Regions from separate parts of the Mus musculus genome. Here all the other regions are linked to region 4. The links are chromatin contacts, called in public promoter capture Hi-C maps. All regions are on one chromosome and are shown on one strand. The core of a region is the stretch at or near the end of the contact, and the rest is flanking DNA. Distances in the headings are between cores, read along the strand shown. Region 1 has its middle 59 kb from the start of Shcbp1. Region 2 holds the start of Shcbp1 (Shc SH2-domain binding protein 1). Region 3 overlaps Gm6410 (a long non-coding RNA gene). Region 4 holds the start of Slc10a2 (solute carrier family 10, member 2).

The links. Promoter capture Hi-C pulls out the DNA fragments that hold promoters and counts their contacts.
Region 1: a contact with region 4 is called in a promoter capture Hi-C map of liver, with 8 times the contacts expected there. The contact joins the enhancer-like site here to the promoter of Slc10a2 in region 4. A contact is called at or near these places in 3 of 39 promoter capture datasets (liver and stem cell-derived epiblast-like cells), 1 of 484 Hi-C or Micro-C datasets (liver) and 2 of 115 datasets of contacts at active chromatin or transcription factors (embryonic stem cells and liver).
Region 2: a promoter capture Hi-C map of liver shows a contact between it and region 4, with 7 times the contacts expected there. The contact joins the promoter of Shcbp1 here to the promoter of Slc10a2 in region 4. A contact is called at or near these places in 3 of 39 promoter capture datasets (liver and stem cell-derived epiblast-like cells), 1 of 484 Hi-C or Micro-C datasets (liver) and 1 of 115 datasets of contacts at active chromatin or transcription factors (extraembryonic endoderm stem cells).
Region 3: a promoter capture Hi-C map of liver shows a contact between it and region 4. The contact joins the enhancer-like site here to the promoter of Slc10a2 in region 4. A contact is called at or near these places in 2 of 39 promoter capture datasets (both in liver), 1 of 484 Hi-C or Micro-C datasets (liver) and 3 of 115 datasets of contacts at active chromatin or transcription factors (extraembryonic endoderm stem cells, kidney and trophoblast stem cells).

Annotation. Positions count from the first base shown.
Region 1 is chr8:4,835,177-4,841,701 of GRCm38.p6, reverse strand. No RefSeq gene overlaps it. Among named protein-coding and RNA genes, the nearest start is that of Shcbp1, 59 kb to the right of the region's middle. Within about 2 kb of position 2,406, at least 20 of the 459 cell types and tissues checked have an H3K27ac peak or open chromatin away from gene starts, as enhancers often do. A contact at or near this core is called in liver, where this site is marked.
Region 2 is chr8:4,777,051-4,783,664 of GRCm38.p6, reverse strand. Shcbp1 (Shc SH2-domain binding protein 1) reads left to right here and starts at 4,098. Exons shown (of 13, transcript NM_011369.3): 1 at 4,098-4,244. The coding sequence starts at 4,142. It also overlaps the pseudogene Gm6334.
Region 3 is chr8:4,675,279-4,681,945 of GRCm38.p6, reverse strand. Gm6410 (a long non-coding RNA gene) reads right to left here. Exons shown (of 2, transcript XR_378684.4): 1 at 3,380-6,667. Among named protein-coding and RNA genes, the nearest start is that of Gm6410, 3.8 kb to the right of the region's middle. Within about 2 kb of position 3,280, at least 411 of the 459 cell types and tissues checked have an H3K27ac peak or open chromatin away from gene starts, as enhancers often do. A contact at or near this core is called in extraembryonic endoderm stem cells, kidney, liver and 1 more, where this site is marked.
Region 4 is chr8:5,100,089-5,106,641 of GRCm38.p6, reverse strand. Slc10a2 (solute carrier family 10, member 2) reads left to right here and starts at 1,355. Exons shown (of 6, transcript NM_011388.3): 1 at 1,355-1,835. The coding sequence starts at 1,459.

The sequences.
Region 1 (6,525 bases), core at 1,157-3,656, 270 kb after region 4:
TAATGTTTTACCATTAGACAAACATACACACACACACACAGAGTCACTCACATGCAATCAAATACCTATGTGTTATTTAACAAACTGAAAACCAGTCTTTATTTTCTCATTTCTTGGATCATTTATTTTGTAGTGTATATATATATATGGACTGAGAATAAGGGTAAAATTTTTAAAAATCCTGATTAAAGAAGATGACATTGTGTGTTTATCAAATTATACTGTTGGATATTTACTCTTTCCTGGGATAAATTTGCATAAATCTTTCATAATTCAATTCTCTTATTTAAGTAATGTTTCATTTACTGTCATTGGTTTATTTGGAAGGGCAAGTTCATTCTGCAGGTTACTGCCAAACATCTGTAATTCCAATTCAGCTTATCTTCAGAGCAACTTTGGAGAAACAGTATTCAAATTCATAGTTTGGATGGAGGAAGAGAGGGAGGAAGGGAAGGGGGAAGGGAGGGAGGGAGGAGTGGAAGGGAAGGAGAGAGAGGGAGAGAGGGAGGGAGAGAGAGATGAATCAAAACAAGAATGTTCTGAAGCACATCTAAGCTGAAATCTCTCCAGATGTTGGCTTCAACCTCTTACATTTATCAAACTCCAGATGTAGTTCTTGTTTGGTAGAGACAGTAGTCTACTGTGTTCAAGTTCTACATGTCAACTTAAAAACTGACTGGAAACATGCACAATAAGAGTATTGTCAGGCTGGAGAGATGGTTCAACAGGTAAGAACACTAGCTGCTCTTCCAGAGGTCCTAAGTTCAATTCTCAGCAACCACATGGTGTCTCTCAACCATCTGTAATGGGATCTGATGTCCTCTTCTTCTAGTGTGCATGAAGACAGCATACACACATATATATAATAAATATACATATACATAAAATAAATACATCTTAAAACACTGTGGTGCATACACACACATAGGGGCAAATACACAAAAAATTTCCAAAAGGAAAAAAGAATATTGTCAGAAATTTCAGGTTCCTCCTATCCTGTATTGGAAGTGCTAAGTATCCAACATAACCATTTCACACCAGCAGCTTAAAAAAAAAATCTCTCCTCAAGGAAGCACTTTATCCTGTGAAAACTGGATGCCTCAGGGAAGAGGGATGGTGATGGAAGTGAGGTGGAGGTGGGTGAGCAGGTGGAAGAGCTCCTTCTCAGAGGTGGGAGGGGAATGGGGAGATGGAATGATGAATTCAAAAAGAGGAGACCAGGAAGGGGGACAACTTGTAGAATGGGAAGTGCTTGCTGATAGAAGCCTAATATGGCTGTCTCCTGAGAGGTTCTGCCAGAGCCTGACAACAGAGGAGGAAACTTGCAGTCAACTATTGGACTGAGCTTGGAGGTCCCCGATGGAGGAGATGGAGAAGAGACTGAAGGAGCTGAGGGGCTTTGCAGCCCCATGGAAGGAACAACGGTGTCAACATGCCACCATCCAGGACTCCTGGGACTGGATCACCAACCAAAGAATACACATGGAGGGACACATGGCACTGGCCACAAGATGGCTTTGTTGGACATTAGTGGGAGGAGAGGCCCTCAGTACTGAAGGTGTGCAATGCCACAGTGTAGAGGAATGCCACAGCAGGAGGATAGGAGTGGGTAGGTGGGGGCGCACCTGCATAGAGGCAAAGGGAGAGGAATGGGATAGGGGGCTTCTGAAGGGAAGATCTGGAAAGGGGAAAACATTCGAAATGTAAGTAAAGAAAATGTCCAAGAAAAAGAAGAAAGATTATCCATTCAAATGCTATAATAAATATATTTTCTATAAGCCCAAGGGGGAAAAAAAAACCACCAAAACCTCTCCTCTCATCTCATCTCAAGATGGTTAAGAAATATACCCATTAGCCTTTGGTTAAGAAAACTGACTGCTCTTCCAGAGGGCCTGAGATAATTCCTAGAGACAACATGGTGGCTCACAACCATCTGTAATGAGATCCAATGCCCCCTTCTGGTGTGTCTAAAGACAGCAACAGTGTACTCACATATATAAAATAAGTAAATCTTTTAATAAAATCTCTCCTCTCAAGACTAGAACATTTTATTGCTACCTGGCCTGGCCACACTCTGCATAAATATTAGCTCTATCCCCCAAAATCCGCTTCTCTGATATCATGAAAACATACAGAGCCACCCACTGCTGCACTAACTAGTGGCTGTCACATGTCAGAGGGTTTCAAGCAGCAAGTGAGGTTGACTTAGCAATAGTCACCTTCAATAAAAAAACAAAAAAAGGCGCCTGACATCAGATGGCTCTCAGGCTAACAGACCTGGGTGTCCTTTCCATGTAAACCATTTCACTGCAACAGGTTCTTGTCTGCTCCTCTGGGCACCTCTGTCTTTATCCTTGACTAGGAGGTGGTTTCCAAGAGCTGTTGTCCTCACCTCACCCCACAGCTGTTCTGCTCTGCTGATACAGCGAGTGTCCCCGCCTTGAAACCAGGCAACAAACACTAACACCATTCACTAACATATCAGGTGATGTTTTAAAGTTCAGCTCCACCTCACTGGCCTTCTCTGATAAAATGCCATCTAAGGTTACTGTACACTGCATTCATATCACTCTTTCCCAGCCACCTTTCACTTCAGTCATTCTTAGAACCTCCTTTATACAAATGTATTATTTCTTTCAATGGCTGCATTATCACCATGTGTCTTTAAATTGATTATTCCAACCTGTATCTAATATTTCTTAAAACCAGAAGTATATTTTCCATTTGGACATGTTGGTAGGTCTATACACCTGTTATAATTATGCTTTTATGAATAAGGGCTTGTCCTTCCAGTTATGTCTCAGAACTATCTAATTTAAGCTACTTTGTGCTCAAGAGGCAAACAATATCCACAAAACTGATAGCCTATTAATAGGAATGTAATTCAAATTCTGGATTTTCTTACAGAGCTCAAAGGCTATGAAGAAAAGAAAAAGCCTGAAAGAACACAGGCTCCATGACTGCAGAGGCCAAAGTTCCCATCCCAGTGATGACATCTGTGTAATCTTGGGAAAGATGGCCATATCTACTGGGTCTCAATGCCTTTCCATGTAAATTGAACAAATGCCTTTAGGGATATTGGAAAGAATCTGTGACATAGTATGTGGGTAATCTCTAACCAACACCCTAAAGCAGTGGGTATTCCACTGATGACAGATACTATTCAGCATGAGTTAGCAGATGTGACAATTTTTCCAGAGAGTGATTTAAGCAGGGTACTCTCCTCTGCTTCTACAGCACCGCACACACCGATCCTGCGCTGAAATCTATCCTTTCTCCTTTCTGCCCTTGTCCTTCACCTTCTTTGCCCAACTATGAGTTGCTGCTCAGTCACTTTTACTCTTCCCTGTCTGTGGAGTACATTGTATCCTGCTGTTAGGGTCCTCCTTGCTTCCACTCCTCCCCTTCCTCTGCCACTGGCATTTCTGTCTCAGTCGATTTCTAATCATCTAAAAGTCTCCCAGAGAATGAGCCCCTTCTATGTCTGCAGCCTTTGGGTGACACATTGTGGGTTTTTAATAAGTGATAAATGAAGAAATTAGAATGAATGACAACAATGAGACAGACCTCTAAAGAATAAAACCTGAACGACAAGAAAAGTGAGAGTTAGTTATATTTGTTATTTGGCATTCTTGCAATCACCTTTAAGTCTCCTTCAATTACTTCCCTTTAAAAATGGAGTGGAACCTGTTCCAAGAAGCCTTTCATCTTTGCTCCCTTACCCCAAAGATATCTCATGGAATTTTTTTCTCACTCCTCTCTCCAGTGTGTAACTGTAAAACCCTGTTTGACATTCTTCTAATTCTTAAATAAATCACCTATTAGTCACAGAAACACTAGGGGAATCTTTGGGTTAAAATGTTAATAATTTACTAGTAGCAAACTGTACTTTCCCCCGTAACAGCAGGTGGGCAGAAGCATTACTTGTGTTTTTTTATATTATTTTGTTTCTTTTTTGTTCTTTTATTAAAAATTGATTCTTTTTTTTCACATAATATATTCCTGTACTTCCTGTAGTTCCTCCCCACTTCTCCCATTCAGATTCATCTCCTTTCTGTCTCTCATTAGAAAATAAGCAGGCTTCTAAGGAATAATAATAAAATGAAAATAAGACAAAAACAAATTGAAACAGAACAAAGCAATCAAATAAAAGAGACCTAGAAAAGGCATAAAGCTCCAAGACCCTCTGTTTGTACACTCAGAAATCCTATAAAAGCATTAAACTGCGAGTCATAATATATACATAAAGGACATATAAGATAAAAAGAGAAAGAAACATGGATAAAATTAAGAATTATAAATAAATTAAATAAAAACTAGAAATACAATAAAATTTTAATAACTGACAGTACATTATGAAACAAAGAACCTTCAAAGATGCTGTGGAGTTTCTTTTCTGTTGGCCAACTACTGCTGGGAATGCCGCATATTCTTAAGAGTAGTTTATTTCTCAGAAGCACCAACCAAAAAAACATACACTGGGTGAAACTAGGCCTCCCCACTCATATGAAGCAGATGTGCAGCTTGGTCTTCATGTAGGTCCTGAACAACTGGAGATGGAGCGATCTCAAAAGCTGTTGTCTGTGCGTGGGATATGTTCTACTAGCTGGGCTGCTTTGTCTGGCCTCAAGTGCCTCGGAAGTGCCTAGCCTTGCAAAAAATTGACTTGCCAGGGTGTGGGGGTGGGGGGGGTGGGGGGGAAGCTATCTAGGGGGATCCCCACCTGCTCAGAGGATAATGGGAGGGGGAGGGGAAGGATTGTGGGAGGGAGTGACCGGGAGGGGGGCAGTGAGTGGTATGTAAAGTGAGTAAGTGGACTATTATGGATGCTAACAAGTGCTTGCTGACAGGAGCCTGATATAGCTGTCTCCTGAGAGGCTCTGCTAGTGCCTGACAAAAACAGAAGTGAATGCTCTCAGCCAACCATTGGACTGAGTACAGAGTCACCAGTGGAGGAGCTAGAGAAAGGACCTACGGAGCTAAAGGTGTTTGCAGCCCCATAAGAGGAACAACAATATGAACAAACCAGTACTCCCAGAGTTCCCAGGGACTAAACCATCACTGAAGAGAACACATGGAGGGGCCCATGTCTGTATGTAGCAGACCCATATGTAGCAGAGGATGGCCTCTTTGGACATCAATGGGAGGAGAGGCCCTTGGTCCTGTGAAGGCTCGATGCCCCAGTGTAGGGGAATGCCAGGGCCAGAAAATGGGAGTGGGTGGATTGGTGAGCAGGGTGAGGGGAAAGGGGATGGGGGCTTTCAGAGGGGAAACCAGGAAAGGGGATAATATTTGAAATGTAAATTAAGGGAGAAGGGGGTCTGGTGGGAAGGAGGTGTGGGATGAGGAGCAGTCTGAGGGAGGATGGGGAGGGACAGGAATGGAATATGGAGTGTAAAAAATGAATTATAAATAAAACTAAATTTAAAAAAGAAAAAGAAATGTAAATAAAGAAAATATCTAATAAAAATAAATTATTCATTTATTTATTTATTTAACAATAAAAAATAGTAGTTTGTTTCCCCATGATACTCCTTTGGAGAAAACTAATTTTTCACTTGCAAATGGTTAGCTTCTGGATTAGTGATGGAAGCATGTGTGCCCTTCTCCTTTCTGCTCTAGGACGCCATCTGATGCAAACAGTTGCAGGCCCAGTGCGTGCTTCTTCAGTCTCTGAATTCATACGTGCATTGATCCTCTTGATTAATAGGATCTTGTTTCCTTGGTGCCCTCCATTCCTTCTAGCTCTTACAATTTTTCTGTCTCCTCTTCCACAGGGTTCCCTGAGCACTGAGGGAAGGAATTTGATGGGGGCACCCAAGTTAGGGATTAGTATTCAAAGGTCTCTTAACTCTGTTTATTGTCTAGCTGTAAGTCCCTGTACATGTTTTCATCTGCTACTGGAGGAAACTTCTATGATGATAACTGAGCAAGACATTAATCTATGAGTATAGAAAAATGTCATTATGAATTATTTTATTGATAAATTTCTTTAGTAGGACAATAGTATTTGGCTTTCTCCTAGGTCCTTGGGCTATCTGGTCTTATGTTCTTGGTCACTTAAGCAGTGTCTGGTATCGGTTCTATTTCATGGAGTAAGCCTTAACTCAAATCAGAGATTGGTTGTTTAATCCCAAAGCTTTGTGCCACCACTGCAGTAGCACATCTTGCAGGTAGGACACCATTATAGATCAAAAGTGTTGTGTCCGGCCAGCAGACCACAACCTGGGTTCTAGCCTGGATAGGCATTTTGGAAAACTGGAAGAGAAGAGGGGCTAGGTGGCAAGAGAAAGAAATGTAGCCAAGACAGTTATTCTGATCAAAGCTCAAATTTTACTGTTGCGACACTCAGTTATGAAGGAAGGGGGAGGGGACCCAATTCCCGCCGAATAATCTCAGGTCCAGTAGAAAGGTGAGCATGTGTGTGGCTCTGCAGGTTCCAGCAGTGGGCGTGGCAGAAAGAATGAGCAGGAAGCTCCACCCCTGAGCAAGCAGGTTTCAGGCTGGGGGTGGGGAGACTACAAA
Region 2 (6,614 bases), core at 2,849-5,348, 330 kb after region 4:
AAAACTGCATTACAAATAAAATGAAATAAAGAAAAATTATAGAAGAAAACTTTCATAACTTAAAGAAAGAAATGCCCATGAACATACAAGATGCCTACAGAACTCCAAATAGACTGGACCAGGCAAGAAATTCCTCCCATCATATAGTAATCAAAACACCAAATGCACTAAACAAAGAAAGAATATTAAAAGCAGTAAGGGTAAAAGGTCAAGTAACATATAAATGCAGACCTATCAGAATTACACCAGACTTCTCACAAGAGACTATGAAAGCTAGAAAATCCAGGGCAGATGTCATACAGACCCCACGAGAACACAAATACCAGCACAGGCTACTATACCCAGCAAAACTCTCAATTACCATAGATGGAGAAAATAAGACATTCCATGACAAAAACCAAATTTACATAATATATTTCCATAAATCCAGCCCTACAGAGGATAATAGATGGAAAACACCAGCACAAAGAGGGAAGCTACACCCTAGAAAAAGCAAGAAAATAATCTTTCAACAAACCCATAAGAAGATAGCCACACAAACATATTTCCACCTCTAACAACAAAAATAACAGGAAGTAACAATCACTTTTCCTTAATATCTCTTAACATCAATGGACTCAATTCCCCCCAAAAGACATAGACTAACAGACTGGATATGTAAACAGGACCCAGCATTTTGCTGCATACAGGAAATGCACCTCAGGGACAAAGACAGACGCTACCTTAGAGTAAAAGGTTGGAAAATAATTTTTCCCAAATGGTCGCAAGAAGCAAGCTGGAGTGGCCATTCTAATATCAAATAAAATCAACTTTCAACCAAAAGTTATAAAAAAAAAAGACAAGGAAGGTCACTTCATACTGGTCAAAGGAAAAATCTACCAAGATGGACTCCCAATTCTGAACATCTATGGTTCAAGTGCAAAAGCATCCACAATCATAAAAGAAACTTTACTTAAACTCAAAGCACACATCACACCTCACACAGTAATAGTGAGAAACTTCAACACCCCACTCTTAGCAATGGATAGATCATGGAAACAGAAACTAAACAGAGATACAATGAAATTCACAGAAGGTATGAACCAAATGGGTCTAACAGGTATTTATAAAATATTTCATCCTAAAGCAAAAGAATATATCTTCTTCTCAGCACCTCATGGTACGTTCTCCAAAACTGTCCATATAATCAGTCACAACACAGGCCTCAACAGATACAAGAAGACTGAAATAATCCCATGCACCCTATCAGATCACCATGGACTAAGGCTGGTCTTAAATACCAACAAAAACAAATCGAATGCTCACATACAAATCGAAGCTGGCTAATGTTCTTCTCAATGATAACTTGGTCAAGGAAGAAATAAAGAAAGAAATTAAAGACTTTTTAGAATTTAATGAAAATGAAGACACATCATACCACCTATGCGACACAATGAAAGCAGTGGCAAGAGGAAAACTCATAGCTCTAAGTGCCTCCAAAAAGATACTGAAGAGAGCTTACACTAGCAGCTTGACAGCATACCTGAAAGCTCTAGAAGAAAAAGAATAAAATACATCCAAGAGTGTTAGATGGCAGGTAATAATCAAACATAGGGATGAAATCAACCAAATATAAACAAAAAGAACTATACAAACAATCAACAAAACCAGGAGCTGGTTCTTTGAAAAAAATCAACAAGATAGAATCAATATCCAAATTAATAAAATCAGAAGTAAAAGAGAGACATAACAATGAAATATATCTTAAAATAATCATTCTGTTTGTTAAATATTAACAGTTTGTATTTTATAATTTGTATGTTGGACTTTTAAACAGAATTGAGACTGTGATAAACTGTAGGGATTTTGAAGCTGAACTAGATGCCTTTCACAATATAATATTGCTATAAGCCTATGGAGGCCAGGGAGTCGAGTGTGGTAGTGTGAATACAGATGAGCCCCATAGGTTCATATATTTGAGGTTTGGAGGCTTCAAAAGTCTCCCACCATCCCCAGGGCTGATGAAGCAACGGAATGATACTGATGCTTCCACTCTCCCAAGCTGAGCTCTACCTGGAGTAGCACAACTTCCCAGAACATTGGACTAGACTAGTCTACAAAAGACTAAAAGTTTGATTCTGGAAATTCTTTTTTTTTTTTTCTGTTACTGAAAATAGACTTTTTTTCATACAACATACCTCAAGAAGTGACATCGAGGATGAGAAAGAATTAAGTTAAGGTGCTACTGAGATACCTGTGGCAAGCTGGTAAAGATGGCAATCTACAGAGCAAAACGAGGTGATACAAAAGAAACTTTGTCTCATGGGAGCCACTGGGAAGGGGCTGGGAGACTAGGGGGGAAAAAAACATAACTCTCTAGAATCTGGTTCACCTCAGGCCTCAATTAGTCACCTCAAACACCGACATCTTGATGACTAACAGCCAGCCACCAGAGCAAGAGGACATGGAAAAGCTATTGAATTAGCTTGGAGAAGTTATTCAACTTTTTCATGAGGTCTGTACCTCATTGTGAAATGAGTAGACCGTACTGCTACGTCTTATCTCATTGGAATATTTTTTAAGAAAACATGCTTTTTCAGTACATAGCAAGGAGCAGATTACTGGGGGATAGCAAGACTAATTCCTGAAGACTGATAAAATATTTATGTATTAATTTACATATGTTTTGTGATACATGCATGTTCATGTGAGTGTGTGGACATAAGTGTAGATAACAGATGATTAGGTCTGGTGTCTTTTTCTATGGCTCCCCACCTTATTTTTTGAGATAAGTTCTCTCACTGAACCTGAACTTTGCCAATTTGGATAGACTTGCTGACCAATAAGATCCAGGGTGGTCCTGTCTCCAAACCATCCCTCTTCCAGCACTGGGATTACAAATGGTTACTATCATATCTAGTTTTTTATGTGGGTCTGGGGACCAAACACGTCCTCATGCTTGTCTAGCAAATATCCCATCAGTTGAAACATTTTTCCAGCTCCATAGAATGATTTTTGAAATTTAAATAAGATATTGTAGGTAAAACTTGCTGGCAGTATTTTGTATAGTAAATAATAGCTATTAACGTTAGTTACAGTTTAATTTATTAAAAGTTAATCAAATAGCATACTAAATATAACTTTTTGAGACGTTTTACCATATCACCCTTACTGAACTGGAATTTGATTTGTAGACCAATCTGGCCTGGAACTCCTAGAGACCTACCTCCTGTCTCTGTCTCTGCTTCTGACTCTAGAGTAGTAGAATTAAAGGCATATGCCACCACAGCCTATCTAAATATAATTTAACATTACTTGAAACTACCCAGTGTCTGGTTCCTGATGGTGACAGTGACAGAGCTGCTTATACCAACATTCTAATATTGCTTCATCTGTAGCCAGCTCCTGAGTCATGAAGGGATTTACACACACACACACACACACACACACACACACACACACACACGTAATAGCATTCACTAGCAGTGGCTAAAACACATACATGTTTTTGTTTGTTTGTTTGTTTGTTTGTTTGCTTTTGTGTTGTTTGTAATGATCTACTGTAATTGACAACCACACTGATTAAGCCAATTAAAACTTTTACGTCCTTTTTATTGGAGATCAAACTTGAGCCCCTAAAAACTTACTTGTTGACAAAGCTCAAGGATATATAGTTTTAAAGGTAAACCAAAGTAAAGTGGGTGTTAGAGTAATCTTGAAGCATTTATTATTAGCAGAAAATAGTAGTTATTTTAGACATAACTTGCTAATTATTTCGTTTAATACCTCTGACCATGGCCAAGGCTCTGGAAATCTTAAAGGTGTTGCCAAGGTCAACTGACCTAAAAACTCTTTAAGCAAACATAGAGTCAATCAAGATGGCATATCTTAATCATTTCACTTTCATTATCTTTTCTACTATGCTCAACATCCAAGTTTGCCTTGCTGATTTTTGAGAAAGCATTCCAAATTACATCAACATTCAACTTCCTTTTGTTACTGGGAAGAACTTGATCGAGAACAGTCCGCCAATCCCACAGGTGGCGCTGAAGGACTATCAGAGCAGTTACTGAAAGCTGAAGATGCTCCTCTAGTCGAGTACTGACGCTAGAGATGTCGTCATCGCGTTCTGGTTTGTGACAGCCGCCCGCGTAAATTTGAAATGGCTGATGATTTGCGGGCTGGTGGAGTTCTGGAACCTATAGCTATGGTTCCACCGAGACCTGACTTGGCGGCGGAGAAGGAACCGGCGTCCTGGAAGGAAGGTGAGCACCTCAACCCGAGTCGGAGAGCTGTTTTCGTGGTTGCCGGCCGGGCCTGGCCACCCTAAGGACGCGATTACCTGGGTGGGGAGTTCTGTGCTGGGTCTGGCCCCGCTCTCACGACTTCGGAGTCGGGAGATACTGTGGCCAATTTAGGCTCTCTATCCTCCTGACTCAGCTTCCGGAGAAGAGAAGGGGTTGGATCTGGGTGGACATTCCCCAGACGGAAGGGACTCAGGGGGCTTTGTATTCATTTATTTCATGAGCCAAGTTTTTGTTTGTTTGATTGATTGATTGATTGATTGATTGATTTGTTTTTAACCTACATCTAAGGGATCATGTGCTACGCTTCTCCTTTTTAAAAACAACCTTGAACTCTCATCCTATGCACTGGGGACAGATGACAGCAGAGCTGAGTTTGGATAGAATCCAGAAATAGAATTGACCCAGCTTTTCTTTTCTTTTCTTTTTTCTTTTTTTCCAACACAAACCACCAGCATTTATTTCCTGGGCCTAAGTATCAGTCTTTTGGTAAAAAGGGCAAAGAATTGGTCAGTTAGTTTTGAATCCAAATCCTTTCCCCAAACTGGATCTGTGAGGCGCCATGAGGAAACTTAGAGCTGCATAGATCATCAGAACTGAGCTTAAACCCGCTTTCAAAACAAAACCAAAACCCAAAACCAAAGCAGAAGAAAAGTGATTGTCAGCTTCTCTCTCTCTCTCTCTCTCTCTCTCTCTCTCTCTCTCTCTCTCTCTCTCTCTCTCTCTCTCTCTCTGAAAAAGTTATGTTTTTTTAAAAATGTAAAAGAAGCTTTAAAAAAGGGCTAGGAAGATCTTCCTGACAGACAGGCTGGCTGGAGGGTGAGTGGTGACAGGACAGTCCCTGTCCAGGTGGCAGCTGCTCACCTAGGGGCAGGGCCTGGCTCAAGCCCCGCCTAGCTGAATAAATAATATCTCGTGGTGCTGGTTGTCTTCAGAGTGTACCTGAGCACCGTGGGGAGGTGGGGAAGAGTGGAGCCTGCGGTGTGGGTGGAGGACTTGGCTGGAGTGGGGGCCACAGAGGATTCCATGAGGCTCTCAGTCGGCCTGGCTGGCCAGGGCTCCAGTCCGGGAGGTACAGCAGGTCTCTTCCAGCCTTGGGACCACAGGCAGACTCAGGACGAGGTGTTCGCATCACTGCTCTCAGGCTGGCTGCTGGCTTCCTTGTCTGGGGTACTTCCCTCTGCCTGTGCTTCTCCCTCAAGTGCGAGCTCGCCCATGTCTCCAGCGAGCTTCCGCATGCTCACGGCCTCCGAGTCTCCCTGGATGTCAGGGACTGCATTCCGATGGCCTGTCCGGTCGCAGGAGATGAAGTCCGAGTAAGAGGACTCGACTTCCATCATGCCTGTCGCATCGCTCCTCAGGCCTGACCAAGGGACAACCAAGAAACATGGGTGCTAATACTGCCTTGAATGTGGCCGTGGGATTTTCAAAGCTCACAGCAGAAGTCCAGGTGGTCTCTCTCTGACTGTATAGCAAGTCTAGTCTAATTCCGTTTTCCTGCCTGCATCTCTTCAGGTTTTTCACTCTTGATTAGCCAGTGCAGAAGGTCTGCCGCCTTGTCGCCTCATAGAGCCCCAGCCCTAACCCAGCTTTTCTAACCCTCAGCTTCATTGTACCTAATCATGGGAATTTTATTTGCCAAACTGTGACCTTACATATGCTAGGAAAGAGCTCTACCATCCCCAGTTCCTTTTTTACTTTGAGGCAGGGCCTCTACATAGTCCTGGCTGACCTGAAACTCACTATGTAGACCAAGCCAGCCTCCAACTCAGAGTTCCACCTGTACTGGAGGCTCAAGGCATGAACCACCGTGTCTGGCCTTGATGATTTTTAAAGCTAGTTTATATTAACACATTCAGTTATAATGTGTAATGGACAGAGTTAGGTTGATGTGAGAAATCATAGGTGTGACTTAATTCTTCAACAAGCGTACTTTGTGAACAGCCAAAAGTTTCATATGTACAGATGCCTTAGAAAACAGCCAGTATTTCCAATGTGAAAGCGTTATAATATGAAGAGTCAGCTTTAAAGTGTCTGTCTGTAAGGAACTAAACTTGTATGCTATTGTATGAGAAATCTTAAAAGTGGCATTTACAAGTCAGGAGTGATAGTGCATCTCTGTGATTCCAGCACTTGAGTGGTAGGAGCAGGAGCAATGGGAATAAAGGGCCATGCTTGGCTACCTAATAAGTTGGAGACCAGCCTGGGCTACATGAAACTCTGTCTCCATAAAACCAAACCAAAACAACAGTCACAATAAAACACTGAACTTAGAGAAACAGAGTTTACTTCATGGTTTCCCAAAGAATGGGGAAACTGTTTGTCAAAGTA
Region 3 (6,667 bases), core at 2,031-4,530, 430 kb after region 4:
ACATGACAAGGTGATTATAACTCAGGCACTTTTAGCTATTGAAAATGGCTCCTCCCCTGAAATTTGGTTATCTATGCTCAAGAATTAGTCAGCATGAGATGGGATGAGAGAGACTCAACGATCATTGATCAGCCCTTGCTCATCAATAGGGTGATCATGATTTCACCACTAATTCATTTTTTGGCTGGCCTCTTTTGCAGAGTTCGCCCTAGGTCATTTAGCAGTTATTGTCACACAGCACTGCGGTATCCAGAGACGGGCAACTTTCCTCGTGCACAGTCCAACCTAAGACATGGGGCCCGGTGGCGATAGGGTTACCCTATGACAGGTAAGGCTGTGATATTAGAGGAACGACCTAAAACAGGAGCCACGGCGGATGGGCATAATTGCACAGGCCTAGTCCAGCCTCATTTTATTAAAACAAACAGGGGGAGATGTGGGAAGCCACATGTGCCGTTGCTGAGTGGCACTGACTACTGCTGGCCACCACGCATAAGATTGGACAAACAAGCAATGTGTACATATGCAGTAAAGTTTTTTGCAAAGACACTGCCTGGCCCAGGTATGATAATGAGGTTCTGTAAGGTACTGAGAGTATAACCAATCAGATGTGAGACATGCAAATGAGGTATGATAATGAGGTTCTATAAGGTACTGAGAGAGAGTAGCCAATCAGATGAGGAACATGCAAATGAGGCTTAGTGCATAACCAATCCGGGTGTGAGACACGCCCCTCCTAGGCCTATAAAAGCAGCACCAGTTCTGGGCTCGAAGTCTTTTCGCCTCTACAATCAAGCTCTCCCAATAAACGTGTGCAGAAGGATCCTGTTGCAGCGGTCGTTCTTCCTGGCCAGTCGAACGCGCGCAAGAGTAAGACATCTTTTTAAAAGACCACTGCTATGTCAATGGTTCTCTTTCTATCTGTCTCTGTCTCTCCTTTCTCTCTCTCCCTCTCCTCCCCTCCCTCCCTCCCCCTGCCCCCCCTCGCTCTCTCTCTCTCTCTCTCTCTCTCTCTCTCTCTCTCTCACACACACACACACACACACACAGACGCGCGCGCTATTCTCTTGCTCTCTCTTTTGTTCTCTTTCTCCCAAATGCCTCATGAAGAGATAGGATAGGGGTTAGGGTTGGGGTTAGGGTTAGGGTTAGGGCTAAGGTTAGGTCAGGGTTAGTGGTTAGGGTTAGGGGTTAGGGAATAGGGTTGGGTTTAGGGTTTAGGGCTTAGGGTTAGGGTTAAGGGAGGGCCTTTTTTAAAAATTATTTTTTCCCAGCTCTCTCTTGCTCTGGTCACTCACTCACTCACTCTCTCTCTCTAGCTGGTTTGCTGTGGTTTCTATCCCTGCTGGGAGGGAGGGAGGGAGGGAGGGAGGGAGGAAGGAAGCCCAAACTCTTCTGCACTGACTGGCTTCCTTCCTTCCTTCCCTGCTTCCATCCTTCCTTCCTTCTTTTTTTTTTTTTTTAAATTTATTTTAGGTGTGAGGAGGGCACTGTACGCAGATCCCGTGACAGAGGACAGTTGAATTCCAATCCCAGTTGTCCCTTCTTTTCTTATTTTTATTCTTTTTCTTTTTTTTCCTTCTTTTTCTTTTCCTTTTGGCCTTTTTATATATATGTAAATGTATGTATAAATGTATATGTAAATGATATGTAATTGTATATGCAACTGATATGTGTATGTAAATGCACATATGAATAAATTTGCAAATATTCAAATGAGATTTAGATGTGTGGGCGGTGCCTAATTCTGGTGGGCATGGCATTAGAAGGAATGGGCATGGCTGGGTGCAGAGGGTGTGGCCTGAGTGTGGTGAAACTGGCCTAAAGAATTATGGGTGGGCGTGGTCTGGATAGGATTGGTGTGGCATTAGGAAGTATGGGTGTGTCCTGACCAATTGAGGGCATTGTTGTTGAATAGTGGGAGTAGACTGAAGATCTGTGGGTGTTTTCTGTAGTGGAAGTGTCCTAAAGGAGTATGGGCATGGTCTGAGAGTAGTGGGTGTGCCCTGAAGGAGGATGGGCGTGGTCTCAGAGTAGTGTGCTTGGCCTAAAGGAGGGTGGGCATGTTCTGAAGCTGCATGGGCATGGCCTAAATGAGGGTGGGCGTGGCATTTGAAAGCATGGGCATGAATATCATTTGCATATTTGCTTATTCACATATGCATTTACATGTACACTTGCGTGCACATTGCATATACAATTACATATCATTTGTATGTGCATTTATAAATACATTTACATATATGAAAAGACCAAAAGACAACTGGGATAATTCCCACAGTGACTCGCAACTGAGGATAGCCACGTGGGTAGGGTGTCCTCCTCAAACCTAACATGAAGAAACAAAAAAAAGATTCAGAAGTCAGCCAGTCCTTCTCAGTGACTATGTAAATGTCTATGTAAATTTGTGGATGTGTCCTCGCTGTCTATGTAAATGTCTATGTGTATTTGTGGTTGTGTTCTGAGTAACTATGTAAATGTCTACATAAATATCTCTGTAAATTTGTGGGCATGTTCTCAGTGTCTATGTAAATGTCTATGTGGGCGGGCCTACCAATGTGTGGGCAGGCCTAAAGATGTGTGGGAGTGGCCTAAAGATGTCTGGGCGGGCCCAAAGATGTTATGGAGTGGCCTAAAAGTGTCTGGGCGGGCCTAATTTGAGGTGTGTTCTGTCTCTGTAAATTTGGGGGCGTGTTCTAACTGTCTATGTAAATGTATATGTAAATTTGGGGGCGTGTTCTGACTATGTAAGTGTCCTAAAGATGTGTGAGAGGAGCCTGAGTGTAGTGGGAGGATCCTAAGGATGTGTGGGAGGGGCCTGAATGTAGTGGGAAGGTCCTAAAGATGTGTGGGAGTGTCCTAAAATGTGTGGGAGGGGCCTGAGTATAGTGGGCGGGTCCTAAAGATGTGTGGGAGTGTCATAAAGACGTGTGGGAGGGGCCTGAGTGTAGTGAGAGGGTCCTAAAGATGTGTAGGAGTGGCCTAAAAAAGTGTGGTAGGGGCCTGAGTGTAGTGGGAGGGCCTAAAGATGTGTGGGAGGGGGCTGAGTGTACTGGGAGGGCCTAACGTTGTGTGGGAGGGGCCTGAGTATAGTGGAAGTGTCCAAAAGATGTGAGTGTCCTAAAGATGTGTGTGAGTTGCCTAAGGATGTGTGGAAGAGGCATAAAGCCCTGTGGGCATAGCCTGAGTGTTGTGGGCGGGGCCTAAAGTCCTGTAGTAGTGGCCTGAGAGTATTGGGCAGGGCATGAAGCTGTGTAGGCTTGGCCTGAGTGTAATGGGTGTGGCTTGAGTGTAGTGGGAACAGCATTAAAGCCGTGTGGGCGTGATCTAGGTGTAGTGGGTGTGACATAAAGACGTGTCGGCAGCGGCTGTGACCTACCACGTCACGGCGGCTGTGGGAACGGAGGCGTCTGACTGACATTGGGGTCACCGAGCGACCGGGGCGCATGGGTCGCGGCAGTTACCGTTGGGACGGGGAAACCCCGGCCTCGGCGTCAAAGTCTACGTCAGTGGGCGTGGCAGTGCGCGCACACCTCGATGATGCCGGCTCTGACGTCACAGGAGTCAGAACGCGGAAGCGGGCTCAGGAACCGAATTCACTGTCTGTCTTCAGCTGAGGCGGAATTTACAGCAGGTGTAAGAGTGAGGCAGGGGGATTCCTGTGAGTAAGGAAGGAACTGAGGCAGGGGGATGACCGTGACTGCACGGACCTGAGACAACAGGAGAGAGACTTCCGGTACGCAGCAGGAAGCCCCGCCCGCTTGGCCTTGACTGAGGCAGGGGCTTGCGCTTTATTTTTCTTTTCTCAATATATAAACAAACGCAGTGATGTAGCCGCCCCCTCCGCCTGTCAATCACCGTCTCCGCCCACTGAGCTGTGCTCGCCAATCAGAGAAAAACCTCGCGGGGCTCAGAGGACCCAAACCCGGGACTGGGACAGAATTACGACTCCTAGCATGCCTAGGGGCTACCGCCACCTCACTTCCTGTGGCAAACAGGAGATCCCGCGCGAGGAGGGAAGTAACTACAACTCCCAGCATGCACTAGAATTATTGAACCATAACTTTCTGCGCCAGACAGGATGTGCCTCCGGCCCGGACAGGAAGTCCGATCGGTCTGCTGCGGCCGCAGGGGTTGATGGGAGATGCAGTCCAGTCAGGAAGCTTCGCCTCATGCGTGCCCCGTCCTGCTCGCTGTTTCCGGTCGTACCGAATGGCACCGTGACTGACGGCACGGAGAGGCTTCCAGTGGGCGGCGGGAGCCCCTCTGCGGCGGCGGCTGAGGAGCGAAGCGGGAGCGGGAAACGGAATCACTGTCTGCAGCTGAGGCACGGGGCGGGGGATGACAGCGGGTGTGAGAGTGAGGCAGGGGGATTCCCGTGAATAAAGGAGCTGAGGCAAGGCCATGACAGCAACTGCACTGACATGAGATGGTAGGAAGCCCCGCCCGCTGGCCAGTGACTGACGGCACGGGTTTCCAATCCCCGGTCATTGAACGGCAGGGGGGGCGTGTCGAGGCGGAGAAACCGCGGAACGGAGGAATATTCGAGGACGGGGAATCTGCGCATGCACTGCTGCGCCGGCGGGCTAGAGGACCGGAAGTCCAGGCTGCGGTTCCGCTACCACGCGAATTCTCATGCCACCCATACATTCAACATTTGGTCTCTGTCCCTAAATCACATAACATACAGCAGACACATCTGCTGTTCAATGTTAAGCTACTTTGCAAGCATGGTGGGTTTATATTTTTAATTTTATTATTTTGGATTTTGTTGTTCGAGATAAAAATTTCTCTGTGAAACCCTTTCTGACCTGTTAGTAGGTACAGACACATCAGCCACCTATCATGTTTTTGTACGATAAGCATATGCTTTTGTGCTAAGGAAGCTTCTTAAGAATACCATCTTGTTTAAGATTTACATGAGGAAAAAGGAATTAGATGGGAGACATCTCTGAAGTCAGGAGAAAGATGAAGAAACTACGAAGTCAGCAGAAGCATCATACAATGTGGCACACTCAGGAGAAGTCTAATCAAACTGTGCTGCACAAGAGGAACTCAGTGTAAATGAAAAACATTTCTGGCCGAGCCTCTCGTGGCCTTGGGACTGATAACCACAGCCCCATATGGTAGGAAGAGTTGTGCTCTCAGAATCTGATTCAACCCCTCCCCCTCCAAAGGCCCTGGCCCCACACCATTACCAGCACTCCCAAGCACATTCCTGGTTTTAGGAAACGAGCTCTGTTTTATCTCTACACCCAGACCTCTAGGTAAGCATCCAAGGAGCCAGCTGAGTAAGCCCGAGGCTGTGACTGGCTTCGCCAAGCGTGTTCCTGGGTTTCAGAAGGAGCTAGGTCATGCTCCAGACATGGGGACCTCAGGGAAAGTGTAGCTTGACCAGGCCAGTATGCAATACAACAGAGATTTCTTTCCTTTTCTTTTTTCCCTTTTTGGCATGGTTGTCATCTTACCCATGTGGCAGAACTATGCCTTTCTCAAGAAGAAAACTGAACCTTTATGGCACACCAGGCCTTGTTGATTGTGATTCTATAATGCCCCATTGAGCAGATGGATAGAGGCCTGCTCTTTGATAAGGAGGTGGGCCTAGTGGCTGGTTGTAAATTAAGTTTGATTCCTTTGTTATGGTTTGGAGCCATATTTCTGGGCAATCCTGTTGAACAAGCATGTGTATGCTAGCATCCTAAACTCAAACTGCACTGGTTAGCACATTACTTATTTGTGGGATGTTTTACAGGCAGTGCACCCTCAGCTAAATTCTACTTGCTGTGCCTTTCTATCCCCTAAGCTTTCGTAAATCCATTACAACATAAGTTCTACTCTTTTAAATCACAGCTTGACATTGGATTGCTACCCAGCACATGACATGCCTTTTACAACCTCCACAAAATTAACTCCAAATGGATTGTCCACCTTCATGTGAAATGCTAAGATCAGAACTTGTAGAAACTAGGACTCTCCGAGTTTGGGATCATGCCAAGAATTTTCTACACACAAGCCAAATGCTCTGCACAGTTGCAGCTCCCACAGTGAAGTTATTCATAAGTTAAGGCTGGGTCCAGCAAGTGGCTAGGACCTCAGGGGACCTCACATGTGGCCGCCGATTCCCACTCAGTCCCGGGAAAGGCCCAACACAGCAGCTCGCAATGCTCAGACCCTTCTCCCCATTGTTGGCAGTGACCCTGTGCTCACCATGTCGCAATTTAGGAGCTTGCCTGAGAACCCTCCACAGCATCCAGCCACAGGACACAGAGCAGAGCACCTGGGACCATTCAAGTCTGCTACTAATCGAAACCAGCGCCAAGGCACCGGGGGTGGGGGTGGGGGGGACGGAGACGGACCAGTCTTCCCTTCTGACTGGCAGGTCTGCCGAAAGGCTCTGATTGGCCAGTGAGTCGAGCACCTCCCTAAGGGTTAGTATCCTTACGTAGATGCTTGCCTAGTGAACCTTTTCTCTCATTCTTTCAGCCACATCCTTTAAATCTCATCTTCTGAGAAAAGACTTAGGCATTTGATTCTTCTGATGTCACGCAGGCACAGGCAGAAAGGAGGAAGGGCAGTGGTGGCTGCCAGTGGAGAACAGGCCCATTATTGATGGTGGGAGTGGTGTGGGGCCTGGTCGTTTCTGTTCCTCATGAGGATGCTATTTTAA
Region 4 (6,553 bases), core at 106-2,605:
TGATAAGAAGGCCATTATTTCTGTGAGGAGTTTTTCTTCACAGGTAGCTTCTGAGTGTGAGCAGTCAGACTTCACTATTATGATATAACTAGAGACACAATCAAAGCCCTGCCCAATCTCAAAGGGGTGCCCTATTCAGCATCATTACGTTCAACTGGGAGCTCTATAGAAAACAAAGTCAAGAGTCAGAACCTACATTTAAAAAATGCCTCCTGAAATCTTAAGCATACTGAGTTCTAAGAAACTGTTCTAAATGGTTTGTGTTAGTGTGTTTGTCTTCCTGGGAGAGAGAGATAGAAACAGGACCTCATTCTCTAGTCCATGATGGTCTTGAACTTCATATCCTCATGCTTCATGCTCTTCAGACTCCTGAGTCTGTAGATATAAGCTAGAACCCAGCCTACTCTAGTGTTGGGTTTAAATACCTGAGAACTGGACATTTGTCTTCTGCCTATTTTTGTGCCTTCCTTACATACCTTACCACAGCGCTCTGTTCATCCATCATAAAAATAACTACTTGATATTTCCAAAAACCTCTTATAATACTTTCTATTTCACACACACACACACACACACACACACACACACACACACACACACACACACAACTTTAATTCCTGGCTCTAAGCACAAAGAGTTATACTGTCACTTTGACCTAATCTAGAGTTTATGCCTCTAACTAATTGTATTGTCTCTATCTATAAAACACTTTGTTGCCATGTCAATATATGTATAATTCATGTGTAAGTAACGAAGGTGGCTCCATATGATGGACTTCAGCAGAAAACATTCAGTGCTCACAAGGACTAACCACCCTTCCCTAAGTTTTTTTTCAAGCCCTAGAAGTCTGTGAAACATGCATATGTTTTGTGGACATCATAGTTCATATAAGGAAGAATGACCACTTGACAGCTATTGTAAGAAAGCTGAAAATCTTCTTCAGTCAACTTATAATGTAGTTTGGCATGGGGTTATTGTTTTTTTTTTTGTTTTAATATAATTTTCAAAGCTTTAGTACCCCCTACTTAAAGTTGGAGGAGAGAATAATACACTTTACTCCACTCCAACTCTTGGAACATTCTATACAATTCAGAGTTTAACTAAAATTATTCCCAGCAAACTTTCCTGGCATTAATTATTAACGTGGCTATTTCTGTGTGGCTTAGTTCATTATCATGTCAATAAATGATTAATTATAACTTTCTGTCTTGGCCAGTAGTTTCTCTGGACGTTTTATGATTCATTATTTGTGCTATGTTGTAATGCAGCCTCTCGAAACTGACATACTAGCATTTATTGTTTTTTATTGCTTCTCTAACGTGGCTTTTCAAAGAGACACCAAGTACCACATGTTGAGAAAGGGTTTAAAAGTTTGGCGTGTTGAAAGCATACTCAGCTGGCAGTAGAGACAGAACTGGTGCTTCTGTGGACTTGGCCATTTGCACAGCACAAGCAGTGATGGATAACTCCTCTGTCTGTCCCCCAAATGCAACTGTCTGCGAAGGCGATTCCTGCGTAGTACCTGAGAGCAACTTCAATGCAATTCTCAATACAGTGATGAGCACTGTGCTCACCATCCTCTTAGCCATGGTGATGTTTTCTATGGGGTGCAATGTGGAAGTCCACAAGTTCCTAGGACATATAAAGAGACCATGGGGTATCTTCGTGGGCTTCCTCTGTCAGTTTGGAATCATGCCTCTCACAGGCTTTATCCTGTCTGTGGCCTCTGGCATCCTTCCTGTACAGGCTGTAGTGGTGCTAATTATGGGTTGCTGCCCTGGAGGAACTGGCTCCAATATCCTGGCCTATTGGATAGATGGCGACATGGACCTCAGGTAAGATATAAAAATCTGTAACTGTTACAGCCAACTGGAGTTAAGTTTAGAAAAATCTGTATCTTTTTCAACATCCATTTGATCTGCTGCACTGACTAAATGTCTAAGGAGTTAAATGGGAAGAGTAAGTGCATCCATGTGCCTTTTGAAACAGCTGCTTTGCTATTCGAAATGGGGACTCTTATTTGTGTCTTTGTATTTTTTGTAGTTTTCATCCTAAACCAAACAGTAGTTTACATTTTAATTTTTAATATTTTCAGTTAGCACACAAAGAAGCAACCTTCTAAGTGACTTTTGTATGCATGTTTATCATTGCGTTTTGTTCCTAATTATATGTCATTACCACTAGTTCCCCACTCTCCCTCCTGCTGTTCCACTCCCTGTCCTGCTTCCATGCCGCATACATTCCATTATCTTCCCTATTTCCGCCCTGATCTGCCCTGAAAGTTCCCTCTCTATCAAGTCCTGTGAGTATGTATGGCTATGTGTGTATGTATAAATTTAAATCAAGATCAGCCTCTGAGAGGAAGACTTGGTATTTGTCTTCTTAGTCTGTATTAATATGCTTGCACTTTGAACTCTAACTCAGTTAACAAGAAGTTGTATTACCTGTGGAAAACATTCAAACTTTTTCATTAAATAATTCTTCCACAAACTGCAACTGAGAAAGTCTTGTTGCAATGGAATTAAGGATGAACTTTCTGTGTGATGACAAGTTGGTCTTAGTGCAAATACAAACTCAAACTTCTCATCAAATATTAAACTCTGGTCAACATCAGCTCCACCAAAAAGCCTGTTCTTTGGACAAATACTTCTTGGTTAGAAAGCTAATGAAGAATTCATAAATTCATTTTAAATCTGGTGACATTAAGAGGAAACATTCTTCAGCAGTCATTTTAATTATGCTTATTTTTTTATAAAATAAGGAGAAAATAATGTCTCTCTTTTTCAAGAGAGTAATCTAACTTTAACATTTGTCCAATACAACTTGTGCCAGTTTTAACTAACACTGGGTGGGAGGGAGGACTGGTAACTAATAGAAATAAGAAACATTACTGGGACTAGAGCAGGAGTTTGAGGGTTGTTGTTCTGTTTTGTTTTGTTTTTACTTAATCACTTTACGTCCCTATCACTGCCCTGCTCCCAGTCACTCGTTCCACAATTTTCCCCCATGCCTCCGCCTCTTCTCATCTAAGCAAGTGGGTCCCCACTAGGTATCTCCCACGCTGGTTCACAGCAAGTCTCTGTAAGGATAGGTTCATCCTCTCCCACTGAGGCCAGACAAGGCAGTCAGGAAGAACAACTTATCCCATATACAGGCAACAGATTTTGGGACAGACCCTATTCCCACATTATGTTTGGGACCCACATTAAGACCAAACTGCACATTTGCTACATATGTTCATGGAGGCCTAGATCCAGCCATGTATGTTCTTTGATTGGCAGTTTAGTCAATATGAGCCCCATTGGCCCCAGTTAGTTTACTCTGTAGGTATTCTTATGGTGTCCTCCCCCTCCAACCCCCACAATTCTATCCCTCACTCTTCCACTCTTCCATGAGACTCTCTGGTCTCTGCCTGACATTTGGCTATTGGACTCTGAATGTTTCCAGCTAGTGTTCATTAAATGCTGGACAACCTGCCATCAGCTCTGTTGGTCCCTGGGAGCCTGGTGAGCAGCTGAGAACGAGCCACCAACACCAAACTGGTGCTATTTTTCTGATGCCTTAGAAAACAAAGAACATGCATTATTCATTTTTGCATAAGGACATAGAATTACTGCCTAGCAACATATACTACTAGTCTTAAAGAAAAGCCCTGTGAAAAAACACAGAATAGTAAATGCTACTGACATTTAGTTAATCTGTGAACCACAATATAGTAATCAGGATTTTTTTAGGCTTCTACACCATTGATCTGAACATACACAGAGAATGAGAGTTCCAGGAACTACCAGACTTCAGGAAATGACCCTGAGGCTTTGACCTACACTAAACAGTTTCTTAATATTTGTAAGTTTTAAATAATATAGCCTTGTAACAGTACAACCAGTACCTGAACATACATTATTGCTGAACATAAAATCAGTTGAATATGGAACCATATTAATTCCCCTACATCACTTATCCTGAGGTAAAAAATCACTCTGTAGTGTAGTAGTGTCACCATACTATACACAGAGATTATAATGGACCTCTGTCATTAAGAGGTGCTCATGTCATAATGCAAGGTAACATTAGTGGTTAGAGAGATATCTTAGGGAATAAGAGTACTTACTGTTTTTGCATATGACCTAAGTTTCACTCCCAGCACCCATATGAGGTGGATCAAACTGTAACTCTAGCTCCAGGGCATAGAATGGCTTCTTTTGGTCTCTGCAGGTACCCATTACACAGAAGTATACACTCTTATACCCAAATACATGTGCAAATACAAAGAGAGAGAGAGAGAGAGGAAGAGAGAAAGAGAAAGAGAGAGAGAGAAAGAAAGAAAGAAAGAAAGAAAGAAAGAAAGAAAGAAAGAAAGAAAGAAAGAAAGAAAGAAAGAAAGAAAGAAAAGTGTTTTTAAAAGAGAATATTACATATTTCATGTTAAGAAAACATGTTTAAACATTTCTTAAAAGAAGTACAGGGTCAGCTACTAGGAAACAGTCCTTTAAAACGAAATTCTTCTGGAGTATTGGACAACTTAAGTTTCAGAATAATTTCTATAGATGCAGCATAATCTACTGTTTATATTTCTAATTTTGTATTCTTAGAACATTGCCTACTCCATCTTCACTTGAATTTTATTTTTACTAGCTACTGTTCTTTAGACACTGAGCCATTAAATATAAGACTAAGTTCTTAAAGAACATTGGTTTATTTAACTCTCCAAAGAGTCTTAGGGTCCTCTGCATTGACACAAGAGAAAAAAATGAGGCTTATAACCTTTGCCAACATCATCGGGTTGGTGACTGTCAGTGTCAAATTTGGGTTTCAGACAGATAATAGCTACTGTACTCCTTTTAGCTCTTGACCTGTGATCATATTGTATCTATCACCTGCCTAGTCTACACACTTCTGCTGATGGTTAAGAGGTAAAGTTTTGCTTTTGATGTGATTGCAGTCTTTATATTCCCTTATGCTTGATTACACTCAATTCCTCAACACATACAAGATTTTTACTTATGAACTTCTTTCCCTCAGTTACATAAAAGTTTTCCCTAATAGTTAATAGATGAACCTGAAAAGATTTAAAACCAAATTATATTTTAATTTTCAAATTCATTAGATTTTATTATTCTAATGTGATCTCTCAGAACTATTTATATTTTCTACACGTATGCCCTTTATAGAACTTTTTTTTCTCGTAAAATATGTTTTTGTTCCGTGAAGTTATTGCTCTCCCTACTGTTTATGAGAATTCTCTGTGAATCATTTCAACATAATTTTTGTTTGTTCTTGTTACTAGCGCAGATAACATCAACTTCTACACTCCTGTCATTTATTCCTCAACATATTTACAAGAGTTCTACCACACCTTAACACTTCATTTCCAACTTCCATCTTTTCTTCTCCCTTAAAGTTTCACTGAGAAATTGCTCACATAAAACTCAATACCACAATACAATTTCTTAAGTTGGACAATAATTCTCATTCAAACTTTTATGAAACAAGAGAGAATAATTCTGACTTCCTTCTAATATCTGTTCTTGTAGTTTGGCCTCCTCCTCTTTACTATGAGCCAGTAAGAAGTCCTGTTACCCTGAATTCCATCCTCACTATGAGGATGTATTAGGTGACCAGAAAAAATGGGGGTTTTATTGTCAAGTAGGAATATCAGATCAATGAAAGAAGGAAGCAGGTGGAGTAAATTTGCAAATTCCAGTGTGTTAGTTACAAACAGGATGAAGAACTGCTAGTAATGAATGGATAACTTTATTTGTCCATATAAAGTTCATCTCTAGCAGAAATAAACTTATAAGAAACTCTTTTTATTTCATTTTAGTTAGTATGTAAAACAACACATATCTTTATCACATCCAAGTTTATATATTATCATTGTGCTTTCACTAAGATTCACTTCCCAATGTCTTTCCCCACAGTTTTATCCTTGTGTTTAGTGCTACTCTGCTCTCAGATTGTTATATATCATAGTGCAACATTTTTCAGAGGAGATGTGAATAAACAACTACGCACCACAGATAGGACACCAACAACAGAAACAGATGATTTCCTGAAAATCTAGCTAAAGGAACCTAGATGTTTAACTGGGATTTCTTATAGGAGCATGAGTGAAATGTTACTTACAGGAGCATAGATTAGCTACCCTACTAAAGAAAATGTCTTCCATCATCAAACAACGATTGGCTGTATAAATCCTTGGGAGATACACAGCTTTCTGAGCATGCATACCCCAGACATGATCCAAAGATAACAGGCCCAGTCATATATATATATATATATATATATATATATATATATATATACATATATATATATATATATATATTTATATATATATTTCCTTCTGGTAAGTTCAAGGGAGAATTGGCTACATCATGTCTAACATAGATAAATGATATATATAGATGATAGATAGGTAGGTAGATAGATAGGTAGGTAGATAGATAGGTAGGTAGATAGGTAGGTAGGTAGATAGATAGATAGATAGATAGATAGATAGATAGATAGATGGATGATAGACCTACAAACAGGGACTGAGACACAGACAGAC